Linked DNA regions of Xenopus tropicalis: region 1 is linked to region 2. Evidence: chromatin contacts called from public Hi-C data. All regions are on one chromosome and are shown on one strand. Each heading gives the region's core, a stretch centred on a gene start, on an enhancer-like site or on the middle of the called end of the contact. The rest is flanking DNA. Distances are from core to core; before and after follow the strand shown.

What was found. Hi-C and Micro-C count contacts between places; a contact is called where the count stands out from the background.
Region 1: a Hi-C map of brain shows a contact between it and region 2, with 4 times the contacts expected there. The contact joins the enhancer-like site here to the promoter of LOC108647649 in region 2. A contact is called at or near these places in 2 of 5 Hi-C or Micro-C datasets (brain and gastrula embryo).

The regions. Positions count from the first base shown.
Region 1 is chr5:20,775,993-20,779,170 of UCB_Xtro_10.0, forward strand. All of the region lies in intron 6 of msh2 (DNA mismatch repair protein Msh2), which reads left to right. Among named protein-coding and RNA genes, the nearest start is that of msh2, 16 kb to the left of the region's middle. Within about 2 kb of position 1,464, at least 5 of the 11 cell types and tissues checked have an H3K27ac peak or open chromatin away from gene starts, as enhancers often do. A contact at or near this core is called in gastrula embryo, where this site is marked.
Region 2 is chr5:20,639,588-20,642,651 of UCB_Xtro_10.0, forward strand. It overlaps LOC108647649 (fibrillin-1-like), which reads right to left and starts at 1,396. Exons shown (of 3, transcript XM_031902256.1): 1 at 1-1,396. The coding sequence starts at 1,346.

The DNA of each region.
Region 1 (3,178 bases), core at 214-2,713, 140 kb after region 2:
ATCATTATTTTATTCTTCCATTACATTTGTCTTAACTATGGTCAATACCTCATTTGTTTTAATGCGTGTTGTGCACTAGAGCAGTGTCGGGTACCTAACCCTTCTATCCTTGCAGCTCTAACACAAAGGGGGCAAAGTCTAGGGAAGTTACAACTTTATTGCAGTAAATCTTATTTAATTTGTAACAGGGGTTTGGCATTTGTCTGCTTTCACATTCAAATATGTCCTCAACATTGCATTTTTTCTCTTAATCCTAAGTATTGAGGCTAAATGACTAGCATAAGCTGTAGTAAAAACAAGCCGAGGCCATAATGTTTCTCTTTCAGGAGCCATATTAGTATTCATGCCACGCGTGGAGGTCCCTAAAATATAGGGTGTGGCTGTCCTGATACACAGACAGTGTTTATAAAAAGATGCCTAAAAAGGTTTTCTGGAGCCCACTAACTTCTAGGTGTCCCCATTACACATTAGTGTAGACAGCACTCAGTGTCAAACAACAGGACTTGATACTGGTATAAAATTGGCACATATCACTTGCCATAAGTCAGGCTTACCTCAGGCACGTTATGGTCTCTAAAGGTGGCCATACAAGGGCCGATTGTAGCTGCCGATATCGGTCCCTTGGACCGATTTGGCAGCTTATTTGCCCGTGTAGGGGCAGGAACAAGGGACATGCCCAACCGATATCTGGCCTGAAATTGGGCAGATATCGATTGGGCAGGTTAAAAGATTAAGTCGGATCAGGGACCGCATCGGCTCGTTGATGTGGTCCCCAAACCGATTGCCGCCCCAAACGATCAAATTAGCCTACATTTTCCCCGATATCACCCACCCGTAGGTGGGGATATCGTGAAAAGGTCCGCTCGCTTGGCGACCTCGCCAAGCGAGTGAATCTTCACGTGTATGGGCACCTTTAATGGCCAGATTTCCAGGCAGCACTCATTCAGGCAGGCCATACAACAAACATCATATTTTACATTTTTTGTGCAGTCTGATTGGTTGCTTTGGTAATTGCTTTCTGACACTGACTCCCTGCTTGGGGAAACCATTGGCCGTTGCTGCAATGGTACAATTTAGCCATCTGTTTATGCACAGGAATCTGCCCTTCTGTTCTTACTTTGAGTCACCATATTATAGCATTTGGTAGCTTTGGCATAAGAATCAGCTTGGTTTTAGATTAACGGTGGTCACATTTAGTAGCCGCAGGCAGTGATCAAGGTCAGCAGTACTGACAAGTTTTGGTGCGGAACTGGTTGGTTTTGCTGGACAAAACTTGAAAGTCCTTTCCTTTTTTTCCTTGTCCCATGCCCTTCACTCAGCACAGGGTTTTCTCTGTAAGTCCTGTAGCTATTAATCCTGCCTCTCAAAAATGTCACCATGCTCGTTTTTCCATCTATAAACATGGGGCCCTCCACTTCCTGTTTCCTCAGGGCTCCATTAAGTCAGAAAAGGCAGGGATGGGGGCAGTGCTTAGTCTGTGACTTGTCCAAGAGACTAATCACCTATAATGTGAGCTGGCAGTAAGTGCCTGGAACCATGTTTTTTCCCAAGTAAAGATTTGGCATTAAAGCTGACAAACATCACCGGTGATGTTGCCCATAGCAACAAATTAGCAATTAGATTTGAACAGTCATCTACAAGCTAGAAAACAAAAGCAAAGATTTGATTGGTTGCTATGGGAAACATCACCTATTTGTACTAGAGGAGAGTGGAAATCTGTTTCTAAAAGTTTACTAAGGCGTGGAAGTATGGCATAAATTAAATTAAAGGTGGCCATACACATTGAGATCCGCTTGTTTCACAAGGTTGGCAAACTAATAGATCTTTTCCACCTAAAGTGGGCGATATTGGACTAATTTGATGAAGATATAATCGGTCAGCGTGAGGACCGCACCAATAAGGCATTGTGGTCCCCAATCCGACCAAAAAAGTCAAACCTGCCTGATAGACACCTGGCTGATTTTTGCCCAGATATCGGTTGAGTAGGGCCATTGGGGGAGGGGGCCCATACACAGGGAGATAAACTGCCGAATTGATCTAAAGGACTCAAATCAGCAGCTTATATCTGCCTGTGTATGGGCACCTTAATTCTATGCACATGAAGTCAAACAAGCAATATGCAGCTTGCAGGATTCAGTTGAACTACAGCTCGCAGCATCCTCTGACTGCTGAAGGGAGAGACGAAAGTTGCGTTGAGAATGTAAAAGGTGAATGATTAAGGGCTGTGTCAGACGGGGAGATTAGTCACCGTGCAACAAATCTCCCTTGTCGCGGGCGACTAATCTCCCCGAAATGCCATCCCACCAGTGAGAATGTAAATCGCCGGTGGCATGGCATACGCAACGCGGTGATTTGCGGAAATCGACAAAGTTACCTTGAGAGGAAACTTCGGCAATTTCGGCGCCACGTATGCCATCACAACGGCGATTTACATTCTAGCCGGTGGGATGGCATTTGGGGAAGATTAGTCGCCCGGCAACTAATCTCCCCTCGTCTTTCACAGCCCTACTAGATGCCACTGTAGTTATGTATGTGTTAATCCTTAAAGGAAAACTAACCCAAAAGTAAGTTTTGTACAATGTTCTGTATTGTACCCGTGAACATTACCAAGGAAGGGAAATGTTAGGAATTTAGGCCTTAAGTCCGGGGTACAAAAAGTGGCAAAACGTCCAGTATCGATCCTTGTATGATGAGTTTGGGGTTTGTAGCAGTTCCGAGCGCTGCCGGTAAGCACTGGCCTATCATAGTGAGAGCAGCTTTGCTTTTGTCATAGCCTTTGTGTGCATCGTTTATTCAGCATTACCTCGAGCAAGTTTCAAAGTGTCATATTGGAGACCAGTTCCAACAGGTTTCTGGTTTCACAATTTTCCATTTAACAACGTGGGCGAGGCAGTTTCATTGTGCTTGTACGGCTGAACTACAAACCTTTGGCCAATCAGAGGGTTGTATCGTTTTATTTTTAAAAAAAAACAAAAAACCCCACTTCTGCCAGCTGCCTATCTAAATACTGTTACACCGTACGGTGCATATGTATTAGCATAGCTTTCTAATAGAAGCACTACTACAGTGATAAAGATAATAAATGATTAACCCATTGACGATCACTGATCTTCCTTTTTTTTTGTTTTTAAAGGGACAGTATACATTCTTTTATGCTGAACATACTTTTTGCTTATTT
Region 2 (3,064 bases), core at 146-2,645:
AGCGCATTAAGTGGGCAATTTCCATTCACAGTCTTACACTCATCAATGTCTTGGCAAGTGTTGTTAAGGGCCTGAAACCCACTGGCACACTGGCACCGAAAAGATCCAGGGGTATTTAAGCACAGGCCACCATATTGGCAAATGCCGCTGTTTTCACTGCACTCGTCGATATCTTTACATTGTATTATGCCGTCCCCCACAAACCCTCCTTTACAGCTGCAACTATAGGAGCCCTGCGTATTGTTACAGATAGCATTTCCGTGGCACCCTCCATTATTCTGTATACACTCATTAACATCTACACAGGAGGTTCCATTTCCACTAAAGCCACTCCGGCATGAACAGGTAAAACTTCCCGGCGAATTCTGGCAACTGGCAAACGGACTGCAGATTCCATTTTTGCATTCGTCAATATCGGTGCATTTAAAGTCACTCACTGTAAAGCCCAAAGGGCACTCACAGCGGAATGAGCCCTCCGAGTTGATGCATGTGGACTCTGCTGGGCAGATATTTGCTTGGGCACATTCATCAATATCAGCGCAGACAAGGCCATTCCCAGTGAAGCCAGGTTTGCACACACAGTTATAGCTCCCCGGAAGATTAAAGCAGTTGGCTTTAATGTGGCACTTATTATTTGTTTCGCACTCGTTAATGTCCACGCAGACCAGACCGTTGCCATTAAATCCTTGCCTGCAGACACAGCTGTATGAGCCAGGGGTGTTGGTACAGTTGGAGAAGACGTGACATACCTTGTTAGCACATTCATCAACATCGACACACTTGTTGTCAGTAAACTGGTAGCCGGAGGCACACGTGCACTGATAGGAACCGGGCAAGTTTTTACACCCATAGAACCCGAATGCTGAGGAGCAAACTCCTGGGGTTTCTGTGCACTCGTCTATGTCCAAGCATAAATAATACCCATTCCCCTTAAACCCAGACTTGCATGAGCAATAATAGGATCCTGGCGTATTGATACATGAAGCGTTCCAGTGGCAAACACTGGAGGCAGTGCATTCATCGTTATCCATGCAAGTGATGCCATTTCCGGTAAATCCGGAGTTACACGTGCAAATCCTACTCCCAGGAGTGTTGGCACACGATGCATCCTTGTGGCAACCGCCATTGGCTGACAAGCATTCATTGATATCGGTGCAAGCAAAGCCGTCGCCTGTGTAGCCAGACTTACAGACACAGCTGTAGCTTCCAACTGTATTTACACAAGCACTATCCTTGTGACACTTGTGCAAGGAGGCCGCGCATTCATTTATATCGGTACACACGGTTCCGTCTCCATCAAATCCTGTTTTGCAAACACAGAAGTAGTCTCCTGCACCCGTGGCCATGCATTCCGCATCTTTGTGGCACACCAAGCCTTGGCTTCGGCAGTTGTCAATGTCTGAAAAGCAAAAGCGGTGGAGGTTTGAATGGGCCTAGATGCGTATTTAGTCTAGTACAGGGGACCTGTTATCCAGAATCCTCAGGATATTCCGGATAAGGGATCTTTCCATAATTTGGATCCCCATAACTTAAGTCTGATAAAAATCATTTAAATATTAAATAAACCCAATAGGCTTGTTTTGCCTCCATTAAGGATTATTTATATCTTAGTTGGGATCAAGTACAGGTACTGTTTTATTATTACAGAGAAAAGGGAATCATTTAACCATGAAATAAACCCAATAGGGCTGTTGTGCCCCCAATAAGGGGTAATTATATCTTAGATGGGATCAAGTACAGGTACTGTTTTATTATTACAGAGAAAAGGGAATCATTTAACCATGAAATAAACCCAATAGGGCTGTTGTGCCCCCAATAAGGGGTAATTATATCTTAGATGGGATCAAGTACAGGTACTGTTTTATTATTACAGAGAAAAGGGAATCATTTAACCATTAAATAAGCCCAATAGGGCTGTTCTGCCCCCAATAAGGGGTAATTATATCTTAGTTGGGATCAAGTACAGGTACTGTTTTATTATTACAGAGAAAAGGGAATCATTTAACCATTAAATAAGCCCAATAGGGCTGTTCTGCCCCCAATAAGGGGTAATTATATCTTAGTTGGGATCAAGTACAGGTACTGTTTTATTATTACAGAGAAAAGGGAATCATTTAACCATTAAATAAGCCCAATAGGGCTGTTCTGCCCCCAATAAGGGGTAATTATATCTTAGTTGGGATCAAGTACAGGTACTGTTTTATTATTACAGAGAAAAGGGAATCATTTAACCATTAAATAAACCCAATAGGACTGTTCTGCCCCCAATAAGGGGTAATTATATCTTAGTTGGGATCAAGTACAGGTACCGTTTTATTATTACAGAGAAAAAGGAAATAATTTTTAAAAATTATTTGCTGATAATGGAGTCTATGGGAGATGGCCTTTCTGTAATTCAGAACTTTCTGGATAACGGGTTTCTGGATAAGGGACCCCATACCTGTACAAGGAGCTGGATTTCCATTGTGTAGCAGACCCTACTGTTTAGTCTAGTATATCACTGTATTTATGCCAATTTGGCAGTCAACAATGTTCTGTTTTTTTCTATATACACAGAAGTACAGATGTAGTATGGTCCCTAGCAGAAGGACCCCTGTACTGGGGTTTATAGACCATTTAAGAACACTTTAAGAATCCAGACACTCCTTCTAATTACTGTAATTGGCTGTCTAGGTCCATACAGAATGGACTTTCAGATTAGAGAATGGCAGAACTTGATTGGCCTGTACAGAACCCTCTCAACTCAACTGAATGCCTGTGGGATGAATTGGACACCTACTGCAAGCCAACCCACCTTCTACAGATGCCCTAACATCAGTGCCCAGCCACTTAGGGCCCTGACTCAGGTGGAAGTACCACTGAGCCTGGGATCAACAGGGCCCCAGTAAAGCCTTCTACCCTAGAGTCTGCATATAGCTCTAGTGAAGTCGGGGACAGGGACCCCGTGAATGAGGAGTAGTAAGTATTAGGATAATACCTATAAGAGCACTTTCTAAGAAAGTGAGATAGGGAGATTAGATAAAAAAGAGCAGTTATGGCTCCAACAAGGAAAGATTAGCTGGAA